Regions from separate parts of the Zea mays genome. Here region 1 is linked to region 2. Evidence: chromatin contacts called from public Hi-C data. All regions are on one chromosome and are shown on one strand. The core of a region is the stretch at or near the end of the contact, and the rest is flanking DNA. Distances in the headings are between cores, read along the strand shown. Region 1 holds the start of LOC103635205 (probable chromatin-remodeling complex ATPase chain). Region 2 has its middle 110 kb from the start of LOC100284736.

Region 1 (4,266 bases), core at 183-2,682, 340 kb before region 2:
GAAAGATACACCTACGGGCTTGAGCAGAGAAGGTTGATTGTATTGTGTGTTGATTCATGTGCAAAGGTACATCATCAGTTAGAAGTGATGATGTGGTCATGATTGAAAGCTGAGAGCATCCTTCATAGTATTTTTAAACTTCAAAAGTGCTATGCCGAATGAAGTGCCAGCAATGTCCACTAAACTTAGAAGATAATTCGTAATTTCATATAGTCATGGCACAAACAAGACCAATGTTACCTCCCGCGTGGCTTTTTCTCGTTGGACTGACTTCCTTTTGCAAAGTGAGCAAATATTTCTGTCTGCTGAAGAAGGTACTTCAACCGTCCCTTCCCTTTATTGTTCTGTTGAGAAATATAAGATCAAGACAACATATATTAAGCCTAAATGGTTAATCCTGTGCAAACCATGCAATTGTACATGAGGATCCATTTAAAGACAGTATATACCATGTCAGCATCAATGGCGGCATTTTGAGTATCTAATATTTCTTGGATTTTATGTTTCTTCATCTTCTGGAGTTCTTTTAGCCTTGCTTTCTCTCGCTTCCCAACCACTGCATCAGTCTGCGGCAGACATGGTTAGGGCAAAGAAATGTAAAACTTTCACTACTTAAGTGTAGGGCATGACACAACAAAGGGTCCCCTCAACACATTAAACTCAGAACTAGAGATATATTATTTACCAATATTACTATTATCTTTGCATTATGGAAGAACCAGACAACAACAGCTTATGCCACAGCTCTGAGAAAAAATAAAAGCAGAAGTGCTTGCAACAATAACAAAACTAACAAATTAACAGAGACTATATCTAGCAATGACTGTAAAGCAGATTATTCTGAAACTATCTGGTCGGGAAAAAATTCAAATATTAGTATATTTCCAAAGCCCTCTTTAAATCAAATCCCTAAAAACGCGATTAAAACACTCAAACCCTAACCTCCCGCTCACCTCGTCGTCATCGTCCTTGTCCCTCGCGACGGGCTCGTCGTCCTCGGTGGACTGGGACTCGTCGTCGCCTTCAGCGGCGGTAACGGCACCGGCGTCCTCCTCGTCCTCAGCTCCAGCGCCGGTAGTGACGGCTTCGATCTCTTCCTCGTCGACCTCCTCCTCCTGCTGCCCCTCGCCCTCAGCTTCCTCCGCGGGCGGCGCCGCAGCATCCTCGTCGTCGTCATCCCCTTCCTCGCCAGATACGGAGCCGGCGGCGTCGGACTGGTCCTCCTCCTCGGCGGAGGACGAGATCTCCTCCTCATCGTCGTACTTCATCGGCTTCGCCATTGGGGCGGGCGGTGGCGGGAGAGGAAAGGTAGGGTTAGGGTTCCAGGGCGGGGCGTTTTGGACTTCGAGAGACGCAGCCTCGCAGGGGATTTAAGACTAAAATCAATTTGGGGGCAAATGGAGTGGCATATTTTATATTTGGCGCCCTGTACGAGAATTTTATGTTGTTTGCAGTTTTGAACCTAAAGTTTTATGTATTTCTGGTTAGTCCCTCCAGCATAAAAGCACCTTCAACAACGTGATCTATAAAAATGTTTATGATTTAAAATTTAATATGTTTTATAGAATTTATGGCACCAACAAACATTCCGCTTAAACAGTAAAACTCCAAATCTAGATTATAGAGCAGTATACTACGGTGTAGTATATTTGAGGCACTTGAGAAGGTGCCATATAATTTTTTGACTAAATTTTATGAAATGTGATACTGTTGGAGTCGTTTTTCCAGCATAGAGCCTCATATTTCAATTTTAGTCACCAATTTGAGGTATTGTTAGATATGCTCTAAAGGTCTAATGGATTTTCCGCAAATCTCTATCTCTACTCTACTATTATTAATGTGCACGTACGTTGTCACGGAAGTTAAAAATTAGTATAAATCATAGACACAGAATGACAAACATCACTATAATATATAAAAACCGTGTAACAAAATATCATCGTAACACTAATACTATATTAACGATATAGATATTTAATATTATATTATAAATAAGATGACTCAAATATAATGAACTGATGTCGAACAGACATTATAATATTACACAAATTATTTCTTAATAGAGTAGTATGGATTACATGGCATGAATCAGACAAATTACATGGTTAGAAACAATACTCAGTCAATAATGTTAGTGCCCTTATATTTATTTGTTTTTATGTTTAATGGTACAACCGGAGAAGCATAAAAGAAGAGGTTGGGTCATGATCCAACATACTAAAATACTCGTTTGCACGTTTACACATAATGCCTGATTACACATTAGTCGTGGCCTGATTGTACCTTACACAAATATACAAATGTTATATTCATCAACAATTGTTTGTATCAGATACTGCATCATATAATTTCACAAATCATATGAAACCCAAAGTTAACTACCTTACAAAAAAAATTATATTACTAATGTCTATCAAGAAAAAAAAAGAACTAATGGCCCAATATAGAACCGTACAAGTAAAAAACTCTACAAGAATCACAGGAAGGAAGAATTGAACAAAGGAAGAGAAGAAAATCATATGGTGAAGGGGAACAAAATGAATACAGCAGGATCAGTTCCTCCCATAATACAGATCGCTGCTTAAAGCTTGAACCCCACATCACTTCGCATCCCAGGAAATAGTCTGATGTCCTACGAGTAATTACGTCTCGCTCTCCCCTTCTTGGGGCTGGCTCAAATTGTAGAATCACATCACCAGAACCCATAATATGCCATCGTCATACGTCATTTTTTTACAAATAACCCCTCACAGCTATTTTAAATTAATCTGTTGTACGTCTATAGATGTCAAACGACGTCCGACACGGGCTAGATGCACGCGGACCACAACTATGGCACAGGCACGCGGACCACAACTATGGCACAGGCACGTCATACCGGCCGGTGTCGGGCCAGCCCGTTAGCCCGTCGATCCATTTAATTAAATCAGCGTAATGACGCCCGACACGGGCTAGATGCACGCGGGCCATAGTTGGCACAGGCATGCACGCGAGCCATAGTTGGCACAGGCACGTCATGCCGGCCTGCTAACTGTGTCGGGCCAGCCCGCTAGCCCGTCGATCCATTTAATTAAATCAGCGTAAAACGTTAAAAAATGGTGCAAGAGGTGGGGTTCGAACCCATGCCCTGATGGAAGAAGGGCGGGAGATACTGGGTGAAACTGTCTAACCAGTAGAACATCACGCTAAGATGTTTTTAATATTGAATACAAATTGTATATAGGTATATACGTTTTTTTGTAAAATAAAAAAATAATCGTGTCGGGTCGGGCCAGCACTACGAGCCGAGGCTACAACCCAAGCACAGCACGACGTTCTTTGCTCTTGCAAGCATTAGGTCGTTTCTCAAACCACATTGGCGCAATGGACTACATGGTGTTTGAGGTTGCTGAATTGGATGGAGCAGCAATGATTCGTCACACTAACAACAAAATGAAAGGTTATTTGTTGGTTTTAAACGTTAGTAATTGCTACGAAGTAGCGTAATTTATATGTAGCGCATCCAGTTTTTATTGATGCCTGACTTTAGCAATCACTCCATATTTTGATCTATCATTTTTATAAGTTTGACTTTATGGAACTTATTTTATAAACTTAATCTCACAAACTTTCTCTTACTTAGTCTCTGTATGATGGAATTATGTAATTTTATAATCTCTGTTCATTCAGTCAATCGTTGTGAACTCTTTTCTAATCGCTCACTTCATTGGTTGTGTTGTACCAAGACATATTTGCATGGAGTAAACAATAAAATCAGTTAGCTAAATCAAAAAATATATTATATAGAGAGCGGAGACAATCAATAAAAAATCTTGAATTTTTTTTATGGATAGTTTATATGGGTATTATCGTAAGCTGTCGCAACGCACGGGCAACCGACTAGTTAAATACAAAAAGGACTGTTGTTATCTGATAAATGTAACAACAATCACACAAAAGCCAAGTACAAAAGTAAAAATTGAAATACATGTTTATTCTACCTACGGGTAATATTGTAAGAGCTATAAGAAACTGAAGCTTTCTTTTTCTACAAACCATTATTGTATCTAACGATATAGTGATCAACACCAACTCCTGGAAGGGTGAAGCCTGCCCTTGTCAAAAGGTTTCCTGCATCATGGACCTTGAAAAGTGCAATACAAAGTCACAGTTAAAACAAATGGATTATAACAGGACAAGATAAAATAGTTATATGAATGTAAGATTTAATCTGACTGTCGTAAAAGTGTGCACATGCTGGACAAAATAGAATTTTGTACCAGTGTT
Region 2 (4,097 bases), core at 1,310-3,809:
CAAGCGCTCCTCCGACGGCCACGACATCACATGAACAGGGCGCCAAAACCTCTCCGACAGCCACGTCGACCTGTACATAGGACTTTGGGTTCCCTCTGCTAGACACGTTAGCACATTGCTACACCCCCCATTGTACACCTGGGCCTTCTCCTTACAACTATAAAAGGAAGGTCCAGGGCCCTCGTATGAGAGGGTGGCCACGCGGGAGAACGGGCTGACGCACGAGGCTCTCGCTCTCTCTCTCTCTCCCTCGCGAACGCTTGTAACTCCCTACTGCAAGCGCATCCGCCCTGGGCGCAGGACAACACGAGGCCACGGTTTCCCCTTGCTGTTTTCCCCTTGTGATCCATCTCGCACCAACCCATCTGGGCTGGGACACGCAGCGACAATTTACTCGTCGGTCCAGGGACCCCCCCCCCGGGGTCAAAACGCCGTCATCATGCTACCCAGTTGCCAAGGGGTCTAGAAGTCCCATTCATCTCTACCGAGGAGACAAGGCAGGGTAACACTACGAGGCCTTCACAAAGTTCCACTAGCTTCATAAAACCCGCTACGGTTTCTGAGGAGAGCGATCGCAACACAATCAACCCGAGAACCTCCCTACACCAACAACTCCCCTACCGCCCTAGCCCCTTTCGGGTAAGGTAGACCTCCACCAACTTTCCTAATTAGTCAGCCAAGGCGTCCCATTCCACCCTTGTGGTGGCACGTTTATCTCAAGTTAAGCTATATGTTCCAATTAACACAATAGTCTTATCATGAATAGAATAAAACAACAATAATAAAGCATGATCATAAATAATAATTATCTTAATACCCAAAACCACATATAGTAATAGCAAATAGTACCCAAAAAGTTCAGTGGTAAACAAGGTATAAAGATGACCAAACTAGGGTGACCTATTGGATCCCATCAAAATTAAGCCTAAGCATGCCAAATTGATTATAGAGAACATTATTGGGTAAATAAAAGTGGTCAAGGGCACAACTTGCCTTCAATGAGCTCTTGCTCAGTATTTTCCACCTGTTGAGTACCGGGCTCCTCAATTGCTTGCTCGTCTACTCGCAACAATACAAACAGACATGGCGAGGAGAAATTAACATCACACCAAACATCAGAACATGATGCATGATAATATTCTACGCATCATAATGAGATCCTAGGTTCAAGAACCACTAAATTCGGAGTTACGGTTTAAGAGTTATGATTTTCTGAATATTTAGGTGCTAAATATAAAACAAAATGAGTGCTTGATTTAATCTCTATGTTACATGGTAAAATAAGGTTACTAACTGATAGACAATATTAATATGAGTCTAATGCAACTGGAATGGATCAATTTGGCGCTAAATTAAAGAAGTTATGAATTTCCTAAAGTTGGTGAATAAATTTTATGCTAAAAATCAATTTCTTTAATTTATTTATTGCTTCCTCAAAGCATTGGGTGGCGGGCACTATTCCTAGAAAATCCAGGTGTTGGTTTATAAGAACTAAGACTTCTTGGTAATGATTCTAAGACAACCGTGGATGGCGGGTTAGTTTGTATCTTCCCCGAGGGCTCATACGCAAAACTCTCACGGCCCAAGGCATCCCCTAATCACAGCCATCCGATCACCCACCAATGACTCAGATTAGATAGAATCCCAAACGAACCGATACACAAAACTGACCGTCGGATCCGAGATCTAAGATGGGGCTTTTAAGTAACAGAAACCGCTCCTGGACCGACCGATCGGAGATCGACAGCAACGATTTAAAACACTAGCGACCCATTATTGGCCGAGGATCACCAGATCAATGGCCATGTCTCGGGCGAAAGAAAGGGTAAGGCTACGCTAATCTTAGCCGTAAATAAAGGATCCACGGTACCTGGCTCACCCCTCACCTCCACCCGATCGGACGATGAGAACATGGCCCCGCGGCGGCGCTACCACTGGCGCACGGCATGCCCGGCACACGGCGCACGATTCTAATTTATTCTAAGCGCTAATTGAAGCCTAGACAATATCGGATCCGAGAAGGAGGTCCTCACCCGTGATTGAAGCGAAGTCGAGTTGCCCAACGGCGCGAGGCGGCTCCACGACGATGAACAACTCCGGCGAGAAATTGTTGTTTATCTAGGCCCTCCCACGGTGAGGGGCTCCAACGCGCTTCTTCCCCCGCTCCCTACGCTCCCTCTTTGGTCTGGTTCGCAGGGTCAAATCGGCGGTCGGATGGAATTTCTCTCACGGCGGCGCTCTGCTCTCCTTTCCTCTTTTTTTGGCGCGCACAACCGGGAACAACGATCCTACGCAGGTGCCTGGGTCACGGTCTTAAAGGACGGGTCATCGAGCCACCAGCTGGTGGAGCGGTTAGTTGAAACTGCCATCGAGATTCCTGGGATTGGATCAGGCTGAGCTTCGCCGCGCGCAAGGTTTCCGTCGGGATTACACCGTGCAGTGACTGGCAGCAGGGGCCCGAAGATCAGCGTTGGCGCGAGAACGCGAGTGGCTACAGTAGGGCCCACCGGTCGGAATCAGAGGCGATGAGGCGCACGCGATATGGTCACTGGCAAGTGGTGCTGGCACCCCGGTGAGGGAATCTGCCCAGTGGTGCGCGCGACAGCCGCGGACAGGCATGGCCCGCCTGTCGGCGCGACACACAGCCCAGTTGGGCCGAGTTGCTGAAAAGCGATGGTGGGCCAAATTCAGGATGTTGGCCCAGCCGGGGTTTTCTTTTGTTTTTCTTATTTTAGTATGAATGTCTTTCTCCATTTCAAATTCTAGTCTTTGAATTTCAAATTTGTTTGTAAGTCTCATACCTAGATTAAATGCACAAATAGAAATACTAGCACGAGGAATCATTTTTCCTATACCACACATTTTTCTTTATAGTTTATTGTTTTTTTCCTTTTTCTCTTCTCTTCTTTTCTATTTCATTCTCAAATTCTCGATTTCAATTTAGATTAAACTCAAATTTCAACATTAGTATATTTTTATTTTTATTATTTTTATTATTAAGTGCACAAACAAATAACCTCCAGATTATTTATGTTTCATTAGTTAATTTATTCACTTTAAATATGATTATGCATATGTTCTAATGAATAGAGGGCAATACATATAAGGAGATTAAGTCTTCTCTTTTACTATCTACAAGTTGGGTATTACAAATCCTATCCCCCTTAAAAATAATCTCGACCTCGAGATTACTACATGCTAGGAAAGAGGTGGGGAAACTCTACTTGTAATTCTTCTTCCCTCTCCCAAGTAGCTTCATCTACCCCATGATGACTCCATTGCACTTTGCACATTTTGATCACTTTGTTTCGCATAACCCGATTCAAGGTGTCAATGATCTTCATAGGATGCTCAGTGTAGGTTAGATCACCCTGCACACTAATTTCTTCCATAGGCAAATGTTCCTCTGGAACCCGGAGACACTTCTTAAGTTGAGATATGTGAAACACATCATGGACATCAGATAGATGGTCTGGTAGCTCAAGCTGGTAGGCCATCTCTCCAACTCGCTTAAGGATTTTGAAGGGTCCAATAAAGCGAGGGGATAGCTTACCTTTAACTTTAAATCTCCTCATACCACAAATTGGTGACACCTTTAGGTATACGTGATCACCCTCTTCGAATTCCAGTGGTCTTCTTCGATTATCAGCATAACTCTTCTGTCAGGTTTGTGCTATCCTCAATTTCTCCCTGATCATCCGAACTTGTTCCTCTACGTCTTGAATAATTTCTGGCCCGAAGAACTGCCTCTCACCAGTCTGATCCCAATACAGAGGGGTTCTACACTTTTTGCCATATAAAGCTTCAATGGAGACATCTACAGACTGGCCTGATAACTATTATTGTAAGAGAACTCTGCATATGGCAGACTCTTGTCCTAACTACCTCCACGCTTAAGGGCACAAGCTCTTAACATATCCTCAAGCACTTGGTTGGTTCTCTCAGTCTAGCCATCAGTTTGGGGATGATAAGCCGAGATGAAATTCAACTTTGTATCCATGTTCTCATGGAGACTCTTCCAAAACCTTGAGGTAAACTGAGATCCTCGATCAGAAACAATCTTCTTAGGTACCCCATGTAAGCACACAATTCAAGAC

The links. Hi-C and Micro-C count contacts between places; a contact is called where the count stands out from the background.
Region 1: a contact with region 2 is called in a Hi-C map of ear, with 2.9 times the contacts expected there. The contact joins the promoter of LOC103635205 here to the enhancer-like site in region 2. A contact is called at or near these places in 5 of 25 Hi-C or Micro-C datasets (bundle sheath, ear, endosperm and 1 more).

What each region holds. Positions count from the first base shown.
Region 1 is chr8:54,519,933-54,524,198 of Zm-B73-REFERENCE-NAM-5.0, reverse strand. LOC103635205 (probable chromatin-remodeling complex ATPase chain) reads right to left here and starts at 1,432. Exons shown (of 25, transcript XM_008657719.3): 1 at 954-1,432; 2 at 450-566; 3 at 241-344. The coding sequence starts at 1,280.
Region 2 is chr8:54,179,798-54,183,894 of Zm-B73-REFERENCE-NAM-5.0, reverse strand. No RefSeq gene overlaps it. Among protein-coding and RNA genes, the nearest start is that of LOC100284736, 110 kb to the left of the region's middle. Within about 2 kb of position 2,559, at least 17 of the 20 cell types and tissues checked have an H3K27ac peak or open chromatin away from gene starts, as enhancers often do. A contact at or near this core is called in bundle sheath, ear and tassel, where this site is marked.